Regions from separate parts of the Mustela erminea genome. Here region 2 is linked to region 1. The links are chromatin contacts, called in public Hi-C maps. All regions are on one chromosome and are shown on one strand. The core of a region is the stretch at or near the end of the contact, and the rest is flanking DNA. Distances in the headings are between cores, read along the strand shown. Region 1 holds the start of ALS2 (alsin). Region 2 holds the start of FZD7 (frizzled-7).

What was found. A called contact is a pair of places that touch in the nucleus more often than the background predicts.
Region 2: a Hi-C map of spleen shows a contact between it and region 1, with 4 times the contacts expected there. The contact joins the promoter of FZD7 here to the promoter of ALS2 in region 1. A contact is called at or near these places in 2 of 3 Hi-C or Micro-C datasets (skeletal muscle and spleen).

What each region holds. Positions count from the first base shown.
Region 1 is chr8:13,320,035-13,326,768 of mMusErm1.Pri, reverse strand. It overlaps ALS2 (alsin), which reads left to right and starts at 1,706. Exons shown (of 34, transcript XM_032354447.1): 1 at 1,706-1,852; 2 at 2,171-2,259.
Region 2 is chr8:13,540,993-13,547,208 of mMusErm1.Pri, reverse strand. It overlaps FZD7 (frizzled-7), which reads right to left and starts at 3,128. Exons shown (of 1, transcript XM_032354451.1): 1 at 1-3,128. The coding sequence starts at 2,282. The coding sequence ends at 558.

The DNA.
Region 1 (6,734 bases), core at 457-2,956:
TTCATTTCTGCCTCATTTTATCAGGTAAAAAAAGAAAAACATCCTAGCCCATACTCAGGTGAAGAGGAAATAGAATCCATCTCTTGACATCAAGTGTGGCATTTATATACATGGAGGAAAGACTTGACAGTTGCCATCTTTGGAGTGACTTTTCTACACTACCAGAGTGGAAGTTCCACTAGAGCGATGACCCTTGTCTGTTTTGTTCATTATCATGTCTCTCTAGTGCCTAGAATAGTGCCTGGCACATAATAAAGTATGCAATAAATATTTATTCAGTCCAAGAACTTAAGGGATAGGTTAGGGTCAGGGTTAGGTCTGAAGAAATAGGGGGAAAAACTGGAAGGAGTGTGTCCCAGAAGCCAAAGAGAAATCAGGAAAAGAAAGACCGAAAGACTAGGGCTGCAGGTAGGTTTTGTAATAGTGGTTAGTGGGAGTTAGGGCAATCCATCCGAAGTGGTCCCATTTTCCTCAGAAAGGTAGGAGACAATTTTAAAATTTTCATTTTTTACAAATTTTAAACATTTTAAATAAACATATAATGTATTTTCAGTCCCAGGGGTACAGGTCTGTGAATCGCCAGGTTTACACACTTCACAGCACTCACCATAGCACATTAAATTTTCATTTTTAAAACTGTTTACCGAAGGGTAGGTAAAGTTCAGTTAGCAACGTGTGCGGGTTGGGAATAAAAGAGAAATTCCTAGTAGCCAAGTGTTAAGGACTGTTCTAGGCTTCGCAAGATTGCCTGCCCACATATAAGTCCCGACTGAAGCTGGACACCCTTCGTTTGCAGCGCTGCCAATTCTCAAGGTTATGTTGTTTTTAGCACTGGTGCAAGAGCGGACAAGGTTGGCCGAATTGGTGCAGACCTTAACGATTTTGCAGGTGGGCGGAGGATCAAGGATGCACTGGGCTGAAGGTGAACTGACAGAACGTTTATGCAAAGGAACTTCAGACTTTGTATCTCTGTCACTGATGGACTGAATGCAGGTTTGCAGGCTCAGAGATGGCACACTGCCTGGCAGCAGAAAGTTCGCACGCACTGTGTGCCAAAGGTGGCGGCTCGGGAAAATCTTCCAGAGAGGACTTACCAGCCGCGAGCTGAGTCGGGGTGGGGCTGCGGCTGCGACGAGCAGATTGTTGCGAAACTGTGTGCTGAGCCTTCAGACTAGTTTTACTCAGATCGTACATTGGGGAACGCTGTGGGGAATCATAAAAGATACCAATTTATTTCCTCCTACCCCATTGCAACTTTCGGGGTTGCAACCAAGTAAAAACAGCGTGGACACTAGGACCAACTGGTGCCGCCTGCCAATGACGTCATTTGCGGGGCGGACGGGACTACGTTAGGGTATAGCCCGTAGAAGCAGAAGATATCTAGCCTTTTCCCTGTAAAGAGTAGCGAACTCATCCTTCTGACTTCTGCAGTTTGAGGTGGCAGCAAAATGCCTGCAGCTCCGGGTCACTTTCCTCACCACCTGTTACCATGGAAGCTCCTGGGTAGTTAGGCCCCGGCGACTCCATGTTACGTCACCGTCCAAGCGCGTTTTTTTTTTTTTTTTTAGGCCTGGTGGCTCCGCCCTATCCTGAGGGAGGGGCAATACTCCCGAGGACATTACCCACAGTGCCTAAGGCCTCTTGGATAATTTTGATCCCTATCAGACGCCGTCGGCGTCTACCTCCACCTATTTCAGGGGGCAATCCTGGCCCGCCTTCACACTAGCCGGCCGCCGCGCAGCCCCGCCCCCCCAGAGGCCCCGCCCCCCCGTGAATCAGCTGATCTCAGGGACCCGCTGGGCTGGGAAGCTCGCGCCGGATGGAGACTGCGGTGCTGCCGGTGGAGCGTCAGGTGAGCGAGGCTGAGTCTCCGGTCGGCCCTTGGCTTCGCAGGGCCCCGGCCCGGCTGTCCTGTGTGCGGGAGACCGGGGTAGGAGAGAGAGGCGGAGGCTCAGACCGAGGCCCGGGAGCGCGCTTGGTGACCCACAGAGACGGCGCCCGCGTCTTCCAAAAAGCTTGCGTCCGACCGTCGGCTCCTGCCCGCCAAGGAGCACCCGACGCGGCCCCCTGTCCCGGCCCCAGGTTCTCCCACTCGCCCCCTTACTTCCCTCCCCAGACGTCGGAGCGGCGGGAAGTTCTTTCACGACCCCTTTCCCGCCTCCACCCACAGGTCCTTTCCTTCACCCATTCATGAGGATTTATTGAATGCCCGCTCTAGGCGCTCGGCACCGAAACCGGGGTCCCTGGCCGCGAACCTTGGTGAGTGTCCCAGGCGGGTTTGCCCCAAGGATGCAGATCACAGTGGAGGGTGGACCTGGTGCTTCGTGGGCTTGAAAGGGCGGTTGCTGAAAAAGACAATGACTTTGATAATAAGAATGAGTCGTTTAACCGAGTCCTTTGGCGTGTCGAGTGAGCATCAGAGGGTGAGCAGTTCTTTTAAGAGCCGAAGACGGAAAAGTAGCATAGGTCTGTCATTAGGAAATGGTCCCGACGCTGGTGTTGGTCCTATGGGTAGTAGGACTACTTTGGAGACAAGCGACTGTAGGTTGGCAGGAGTGTTGTACTCTGGCTTACTTAGGGCTTTGATGATGAGGGAAGAGGAAAAACACACCGGCTAAAGCGGCATATTCAAATACAGTATTCTCTCTAGGACGGAAAAAGAAATAACTGTTAAACGCAAACACAGATCTTTGTCTCTTGCCTTTTAAATTTGTTGGTGGCTGTATATGTTCTTTAAAAGGCCTTATAGAATAAAATTGTGCGATGTGTGTTTATTCGGAACAGGTATCAAAATTCAGCAAGATATTGGTCCATTTCTCCCCCCTGGTTTATCATGAATGTGAATGATTTCGAGTGACCACTTGACTCTTGGGTTAATGAGTATTTAAGGCAGTGAAAAATTTGCTTTTGCAGTAAATTGCAGTATTTTAATCTTAGTAATGTAAGCAAGCATGGGCTTTGGATATGGACATACCTGACATCACATTCACTTATTCTTTGATTTGGGGAAAGTTACTTAACTTTTCTACATTATTTTTCTTCTAAATTGAGGATTAAAGTACCTTTCTCATAAAAGTACTTTTACTTTTTTTTTTTTTAAGATTTTATTTATTTACTTGACAGACAGAGATCACAAGTAGGCAGAGAGGCAGGCAGAGAGAGAGAGAGGAGGAAGCAGGCTCCCTGCTGAGCAGAGAGCCCGATGTGGGACTCGATCCCAGGACCCTGGGATCATGACCTGAGCCGAAGGCAGAGGCTTAAACCTCTGAGCCACCCAGGCGCCCCAGTAACTTTACTTTTAATGGTTCGTGTATTATGACAGTGCTGGCTGTGGTAAATATTCAGTACATATATATTTCCTATTTTTATAATTATTTCTTCTTCCACTATCTCATGACCCACACTGACTCACTGTTTTCTAAGTGGGAAAGAGAACTGAATATATTTAGAAAAATATAATTCGCTTTTTAAATTCAAGGGATAGTTTCCAGATAATTTACTGATACAGATATCTGATAGTTACAGGAACTAGGTCGTCTGGTTGGTCTGTAGTAACTTTGGTATTCAGTAAGGGTTTTTTAGTGTGAAAGATGCTTTTGGAATCTATACTTAGTTTACACTTATTACTTAGTTTGCAAACTATGAACAGTATTGGCATATTCAGGGTTCATAGTTATAGCAAGAGAAATTCAAATCTGTTTCACAATATTAACATTTGAAAAGATAATGATCCAGAAAATAAAGTACCAAAAGGTCATCTGGTGTTGGGGTGGGGGATTCTGAGTTGTATCAGGTAATCCTCTTATTTTTTTTTTTTTAAGTAGATTGGAGCAGTACCAATGGGAATTCTTCTGTTCAGATTTCAGCCTTTCAGAATTTATGTTCTTCTGAGACACTTAATTTTGGGCATTTTGACTGTTAAAGACACAAGAGTGTATTAAGAACTTCACTGACACGTGATTTCACTCTTATGTGATTAGGTGGAGAGAGTTCTATTAATTATCTTTCTACAAAAATATGGGTTTAATGCGTACTGCTGAGTCCATTTTAAGGGTATTTCTGAAGAATATGACTGACTTCTAAAAACCTTTTATAATCTTTTATGAATAGGACACTAGGTAAGGTATGGGTTAAAAAACTACAAAGAAAGGTAAAAATTGGTGATTTTTGAGATGGTGTAAAAGAAGGTGTGCTTTTAGGTAGTAAGAGGTTGAGCCCCTTTCTCAGACACTCCGAGGAGTGCTGTGAGGATTTTAATGACTTTCTAGATCATTTAGCCCTTTTTATAACTTAGTGGGATTAAACCTAGCACATAGTCCAACTATATTAGAGATTTTACTTGTAGAGTTTTTTGTAAAAGCTGTTTTTCTTTCTTGTTACTCTTCTCTGTTGAAAACCAGATAATTCAGTCATCAGTAATAAGAGAGTAGTCGACTTTGTAGGTTATCAGTCCTTAAGAAAATGCACAGTAGGGACGCCTGGGTGGCTCAGTGGGTTAAGCCGCTGCCTTCTGCTCAGGTCATGATCTCAGGGTCCTGGGATCGAGTCCCGCATCGGGCTCTCTGCTCAGCAGGGAGCCTGCTTCCCTCTCTCTCTCTCTGCCTGCCTCTCCATCTACTTGTGATTTCTCTCTGTCAAATAAATAAATAAAATCTTTAAAAAAAAAAAAAAAGAAAATGCACAGTAACCACAAATAAAATAGTAACAAACTGTGACATGGTTCTTTTGAATGTTGCGCTTATTTTCCTATACCCATCTCTTATACTATATATGTTCAGGTGCTGTCTTTACATTATGTCTGGATGTTCATTGCATCACACAGTTGGTAGATTAGCTGAGAAATTGGTACAGTAGCTGAAGTAAGTGATCCACAAGGGTAGAGCAAAAATATTTAAATCAGTGAGATAATGAGTACTTGTTTGGACTCTTGCAGGATTTCTCTTTCATATAGACTTCTTTTTCTTTTTCTTTCTTTTTTTTTTTAAGATTTTATTTATTTGAGAGAGAGCACTCACACGAGAGTGGGGTGAGGGGCAGAGGGAGAAGCAGACTCCCCACAGAGCAGGGATCCCAATGTGGGGCTCAGCACTGGGACTCTGGGATCATGACCTGAGCCCAAGGCAGGCACTTAATCGACTGAGCCACCCAGGCACCCCTAATAGAGACTTCTTTTTTGGAGAAAATGTACAGACTGGGGCTGTTCCATAGAGTTTCAGTTGGCTACCAGAGAATTATGCTCATAGAGATAAACTTTAGTATCGTTAATTTCACTAATCAACTCATGGTTCTCTTTTACATATAATGTAAATAATAAAAATTATTTATTTATTAAATAAAAATTATTAAATAAATGTTGTTCTTTAGCATCCTCATACAGTTCTTCATTTCACATGATCTCTCTGTTAGGAACATGGTGGTTAAACCCAATGATGGCATCTGGATGGGTAACTTTCGTTTTGGGGTTCTTCCGCAACCAAATTTTTGTTGAGTTGAATTCTTAACTAAGCTTAGGGCAACTGCCCAGGCAAGCATGCAGCAAAGATTATAGCAGTTCTTAAAATAGCAATGAAGTAGAACAATCCAGCTGTACTTCAGTAGGTTAATGGATAAACTATGGTTTATTCATGCAATGAAATCCTATCCCCAAGTAAAAATGAATGAACAAGATCCATACTTATCAATGTGGATACATCTCAAGTGCATAATAATGGGTGAAGAAGCAGGTTGCCAAAGGATGTCTACAATAGGATGCATTTATGCAGTTTAAAAAAAATATAGCTTACATGTGTATCTAATGAAATACATTAAAGTACAAGAACATATGGAAAATAAAACACATTAAGAATAGTGGCTAACTCGGAGGTAAGTTTGGGTGGAGCTCTTTCAGAAAATTGTGTAATGTTTCTTTCTATTTTAAAAATAGTTGAAGCAAATATAAAAATATGTTAACATTTAAAACTGAATGATGGGAGATCAACAGGGAGTTAATCATTATTTTTACAGGTTTATGTATAAGATTGTGAAACTAGCACTTAAATTTTAACTTTAATTCTATTCTCATTTAAATTCTATGTAATTAGAGAAAAAATTTAAAAATAAATTTTTTATTTATAATTAGGGCTCTCTTCTGGTATGCTTTCTTTATTTTACTTTCTAGTCTCATGGTAGTTGCCTATGGAAAAATAATTCTTTTCTTTGTAATAGGAAAAGGATGTGCCACTGCAGCTCCACCGTGTAAAGCTTTTTCTAAGGAGAGGAGACAGACCAATTATTTAGTCAATTTTATTTTGCTGTTTGACTTGTGCTCCTGTGAAAATGCTTTTCTTAAGATGAGGAATACTTCCTTAAAAGGTTACAGAGGAATTTACATTCTAGAGACTCTTGGGGAATGCAAGCTTACATTGATCATGATCTCTCAAAGGATCGGGGAGCAGAATATATCATAAAGTCCTAAAAGGAATTTGGATAGAGTGACTCAGATATGACATGACCACAGATATCATGTGGACATTAACACTTATTTTTAAAGTTGGGTTGGTTACATTTTATTATAGTGTGGTGAAACTGAATTTATACTGTGATTGCAGGTGTCCTAGTTACTGCTCAAAGAAAATCTAATTCTCTCTTAAATAAGTATTAATAAGTAAACATGATGAGCATGTGTTAAATGGTTCAAGTAGTGAATAGTAAATTTAATAGCTGATCCCTTATTTAACCTCAGTATTTAAACTTGA
Region 2 (6,216 bases), core at 1,879-4,378, 220 kb before region 1:
TGGAAATTAACCCATCTGGGCTCCAGTTTGGCCCCAGTGAAAAGAGATTATGGTTTGACCACCGCTTGACAAGGACACCGCAGGGAGTCCTCCCTTTTCCCAACAAAGCCGCCGCCGCAGACAAAGCTGTACCTTTCACCCGGGCCTCACAGGAGTGAGGACAGGCCACTTGTCTTGCAGCAGGGGCATCGCTCCCAGTCCCAGTTTGGCCCTGGAGCCGGGAAGAACTCAGAGCCATCTCTGCTGGGTCAATCGCGATAGGCCCAGGTCGGCCCGTACCGTACACGATTAACATCATCGTTACCGTCATCACCATCATTAACATCCTGCAAGTCTTTGCCACTAAGTCTTTTCATCCGAACCGTCTTTCTACCCGGGCCTCCTTTTCCAAACCCACCCCCGGCCCCAAATCTACAAATATCATCTCTCTTCCAGGTCACTTCTCATTGGAGGGGACCGGAGGTTCCAGGACCCCCCCCCCCCCGCAGTTCTCTCCTTCCCGCGCCTCTCCCCCTGCTAGGGGATGGGGGAAGGGAGGGTGGGGGAGGGGCCGGGGCTCATACCGCAGTCTCCCCCTTGCTGCTGTGGCTGAGTCTGTGGTAGAAGCGGCGCCACGACTGCAGAGTCTTGCCGGACCAGATCCAGAAGCCGGTGGTGATGCCCACGATCATGGTCATCAGGTACTTGATCATGAAGACAGTGAAGTCGGGGCTCATGGGCGGGAAGTGGCCAGGCGGGCAGGGCACCGCGTAGCTCTTGCACGTCTGCATGAGCCAGGTGCGCTCCCAGTGCTCGCGGAAGGCCTGCTCATAGAAGTAGCAGGCCAGGACGATGGTGGCCGGCACGGTGTAGAGCACGCTGAAGACGCCGATGCGCACCATGAGCTTCTCCAGCTTCTCGGTCTTGGTGCCGTCGTGCTTCATGATGGTGCGGATGCGGAAGAGCGACACGAAGCCGGCCAGCAGGAAGGACGTGCCAATGAAGAGGTAGACGAACAGAGGTGCCAGCACGAAGCCCCGCAGCGCATCCACGCTGGACAGGCCCACGTAGCACACCCCACTGAGCAAGTCCCCATCCACCTGGCCCATGGCCAGGATGGTGATGGTCTTGACAGCGGGCACGGCCCACGCGGCCAGGTGGAAGTACTGCGAGTTGGCTTCGATGGCCTCATGGCCCCACTTCATGCCGGCTGCCAGGAACCAAGTGAGCGACAGGATGACCCACCAGATGGAACTGGCCATGCCGAAGAAGTACAGCACCATGAAGAGGATGGTGCAACCTTCCTTCTTGGTGCCCTGCGCCACCGTGCGGTAGCCATCGTCTGAGAAGCGCTCCACGCACACCGCGCGGTCCTCCAGCAGGAAGCCGGCCACGTGCGCCACGGCCACCATGAAGTAGCAGCCCGACAGAAAGATGATGGGCCGCTCCGGATAGCTGAAGCGCCGCATGTCCACTAAATAGGTGAGCACGGTGAAGAGCGTCGAGGCGCAGCACAGCACTGACCACACGCCCACCCAGAGACGGGCAAAGCGCCTCTCCTCCTCCTTAAAGTACATGAGGCCGTTGGCACGGCCTGGCTCGCACGGGGCGCCGCAGTCGCGCTCGCCCAGGAAGCGGTAGCCCAGGTAGGGGGGCACCTTGAGCTGGCGGGGACACGAGAACGGGAAGGCAGAGCGGCCCCTGCCGTCAGCGGCCCCCGGGGACAGCGCGGTGTAGGGCAGGTCCGGCAGATAGGGCGCGGTGGGGTAGGCTGTGGGGCCGCCGCCCGGGCCCCCGTTGCCGTCGGACGTGTTCTGGCCCACGCAGATCTCGCCGGCGCCGTGCACCGGGAAGTTCTCGCAGCGCAGCCGCTCGGGCCACTGGAAGCCGAACTTGTTCATGAGCGCTTCACAGCCCTGGCGGGCACGCTCGCACAGAGAGCGGCACGGCGGGATGGCCTGATCCAGCACCGTGCACACGGGTGCGTACATGGAGCACAGGAAGAAGCGCAGTTCGGGAGAACACTGCACCTTCACCAGCGGGTAGAACTGGTGCACCTCGAGGCCCGCGTCCTCTTGATTCGTGTGGCCTAGCAGGTTGGGCAGGATGGTCTGGTTGTAGGCAATGTCCGTGCACAGCGGGATGGAGATGGGCTGGCAGAAGCCGTGGTCCGGCACTGAGATGCCCTTCTCGCCGTGGTAAGGCTGTGCCCCGGCGCCGGCGGGCAGCGCGCCCAGCAGCGCAAGCACCAGGGTGCACAGGCCCAGGGGCGAGCGCGACGCGGCCGCGCCGGGGCCCCGCATCGCCGGCCGCGGGTGCAGCGGCGCTCTCAGCCCGCAGAGCGCGAAGAGGCAGCCGGGAGAGGCTCGGATCCGAGGAGGCGCAGCCGCGCCCCGCGCATGAGAGTCCTCCCGGCGCCGAGGCCGGGCCGTGGGCGGCGCGGAGCCGAGGGCGCTGCAGCTGGGGTGCCCGCGCCGCGGGGGCGCCGCAGCCGTCTCCGCCCAGCCCTCTAGCAGCCGCTGGGGGCCCAAACCCGCCAGCCTGGGCCGGGGGCGCCGAGTGGGGCCGCTTTATTCTCCCGCTGCGACGTAACGGTGCGGCTTTTTCTGCGGCGAGGAGCAGCAAGCGTCTCCGGTTACCCTTCAAAGTTTGCCCAAAGTCTGTCGACCCACGGCGCGCAGGAACGCACGCGCCCCCACACCGAGTCCGGCCCCCGGCAGGCTAGAGCCCGGCGCCGCCGCCTGCGAGCCGAGGCCGCCGCCTCGGCCGTGCTGCTCCGCCTCCTCGCCTCGAGGCTCTGCTCGCCGCCGCCGCCGCCGCCTCCTTCGCCTCCTTTTCTGCTCCCCGGCTCCTTCCTCAGCCCCAAAAGCTCGGCCCCCAAGTTTCTGCCAAACGGGTGATTCTCGCTCCGAGTCCGATCGGCGCCTTGGAGCCAGCAGCCCAGCGAGTTCTTTTCGGAAATCCAGTTACACTGCGTCCGAAGCTGCGAGGGCCCGGTGCCCGCGGCCTGGGCCTGGCTTCTCCAGCCTCGCGAAGCCCCGGCCCGTGAGTCCCGGCGCCCGCCGCCCGCCGCCGCCGCCGCCGCCCGCCGGGAGGGAGCGCAGAGTAACGACTCGGAGTCGCGCAACTCGCCAGAAGAAGCGTCGGGCTCGCAGGGTTCCGGGCCGCCCCGCCCCCTCCCCTCCCCCCATTCACAAACCGCTCCGGGGGCGGGCCCTCGAGCTCCGGGGCGGCCCAATGGTAGCCTTTGTTTTCTGTGTGGCGGCCTCCGGATTGGGTGGAAGTCGGAAGGGCCGGGCGAGGGACCCGGAGGGGCGGAGTCTGCAGCGCTCTGGGCGGATTCCTGAGGGGAGGGGCAGGGGGCTGGGAAGGAAAAGTTAAGAAAAACTTTTACGGTGAATTCGCTCGAGGGGTGGGGGTGGGGGGTGAACGCACCAGAAAGGGAATTTGCTTTAAAGGTTTGCTCCTCTTCCGGGTACACTAAAACACACATCTCGAGCGGCAGGGCGCGGCGAGAGGGGATTTTGCTGGAAGAACAGCGCAGCGCCGGGGCGGAGAGACGTGACCCGGAGTCACGTTAGCCCTGCCTGGGCTGACAATGCCGGGTTAGGCAGGGGGCTTCAGGGTAGCTGGATCCTAAATGTGGGGCTCGGTACCGAGCGAGAAGGGGGTGCGCCTCTCGGATCGCTTTTTTCTCCCCTGACCCAAACAGACCACGTGAGGCCGCAGTCCCTTTCACCCCCTCTCCGGGTGTAGGAAGGAGGAGGGGCCCGCGTCCGAGGAGAAACTGGAGTCGGGAGGAGGGGGCCGACTTAAGGCGGGAGGAAGTGCAGACCCCTCCGAGGGGAGAGGGCCCGGGCCGCGGTCCCCCAGGCCACCCCGCCCGCGCGCACGGCCCAGAGTGTGGAACTCTGGTGCGGCTTTAGAGCGGTTACGGGAAAGCTCCGACGGGGGTGGGGGGCAGTTACAGATGTACCTGAGGCCGCGCGCCCGGGAACTCTGCACGGTTTCAAGTGCGTCTTCGACTGCGGTGCTTTCCTTGGTCCTTGGGCTTGCGGCCTTTCGGGCTGCCCTCTTCGTTGCAGAAGCAACGACTTGATCCTGCAGTTGCAATGTTACATAGAGAAGTTTTCATGCGTATTACAAAGCAGGGCGTTTGCTAATTAAGAAGTTTTCAAAACACAAAGAGAGGTTATCCGCGTTCTCCAGCGGCGTTTTCTGATTGGCAAGCGGTCTTTTGTTCCCGGCCAAATCTTCGCCCTGCTCACAACACTGGGCGCTCCCCTGAGCTCTCGGGTTACTCCCGCGGAGGTCAGAATTGACCGGGGGGGGGGGGGGGCTCTCCTCTCTCTCTGGGCTGCAAAGAATATCATGAATTCCCATGCAGGGGAAGTGACAGTTTGAGAAAGGCTAAATCTGTCTCTCACTGTGTCTCTGTCACACACACGCGCGCGCGCACTAATACTATGCTTGAGAAATCGTTACTCCTGGCCGAGCCCTTCCTTCTGCCCGTCTCAGCTCCAGGCTCTGGACCCCGAGTGGTTTCTGGTCAGGTTGCGTGTTTGCAGAAGTTGTTATCTCTGCTGTCCCCGGGGAGCTGCTTCTCCAGCAAGAAAAAACTGGTTTCGAAATCGCAGATGCATTGGGTTCCCTTTCTAGGGAGACTTTGGCCTTCCTCTGTTTTTCTTTTATTTGTTTTCTATTACTGAAGTTTACTAGGCATTTACCTTCCACTTCACAGTTCTTTGTACTTTCCCACTCTTGTTAATGGACCTGAAGGGCTGAATCATGTGGGCCAAGGTAGGGTGTCAGACTGCTCACGTTCTCCCTCCGCCCCTCAACAGTTTCTTCCAAAGCATCAGTTTCCCCTCACACCCAGGACCTTATTTGTTTTCTTTTAGGTTATCTGCTCCAGGGTAATACAAAGGATTAATGACATTTGCTTTAAAAATATTTTATTCCTTCCTTATATACTTTTAAAGTCTCCTCTTTTTCTTTCTAAATTATTATTCTTACTACCTAACATTGGGGAGCATTGATATTGACTTGAAAGATGTTGTTTAAAGACAATGCTGCTGCTTTGCTTTGTCATTTAAAGTGTGTGTGGGAGGGGGTTGGAAATCCTTTTTTCTCTCAGTGAGCTTCTGGATATCTTCCTTTTCTAAATCAAATTTTCATGCTTATTCATCAGGCCACTGATCTAAGTCATCTTTGCTTATTGAAGGAGAAATTGCAAGCACTGTCATCAAATAAAATGAAAACCGACAGGGTAAGATACTGTGTCTCAAATACAGCTACAACCAGTTTAGTTGATGAGCTTTTACTCCCCAGATTATAGCCCCAGACAGCTCGCTGATGATAGGTAATAGGGATAATTATTTAGAAAGAAAAAAGGAGAACCCTTTAAGAAAATACAAGGGGTGAATGAAATATTTTTAAAACAGTCTATGCATCAGATGCAGAAATCCCACCCCAGATGGAAAGCATCACAGATGTGAGGCCTGAGACCTGTTGCCCTGTCCCAGGCGGACAAATGCAAAAAGCATAAAAGCGAAGTCTAATTTGGGGGAGTGTTTTGTTTTTTTGGAATGGGTTTTTAAAAACCCACTCAAAAAGTATTCTGAAAAATAAAAATTTGCTGTTTGTGAGAGGAATGTGGTAGCCTTCTATGCCTTGCCTGATCCTCCAGAATGCTATGATTTCAAGGAGCTAAGAAGTAAAACGGAGTAGATCATTAAAGCGAGTTCACAACGTAGGGGGCTAAATAGTCTGTTTCAGGCTCTATGATAAATGTAGTAACGCTGGTTCACATTCTGCCCAGGATCAACTTAATTTTCTTTTCCAAGAGATTCTTTCCACACCCAACTCCCAAAGCCACTAACTGTATCTTCTTTGGAGAGCTAAGGGTGGAAAATTTTGTAACTGTCTGCTGCAAAACTTCCAATTGTCCCTGCCCTTTAAAACAACAAAGGCTTTTATTTCTTCACATCATAGTCATATGGTCTCACAGAAAAGTGATGGTGTTCATTGGCTGCAGTTACTTAAATGCTACTTATTTTGGACAAATCCCAGGTTTATCTAGTTGAATGACATTCTGATGTCAGGCCAGATTTGAAAACGGCCACCTTCGTGGTGCCACAATCCTGTGGTTGTAGTGAAAACTCCAGCTGTAAGAATTACTCATGCAAGACGAGAAAGGGCAGCTTTGAGCATACACCTCCCCCCTTTCGGCCTCTC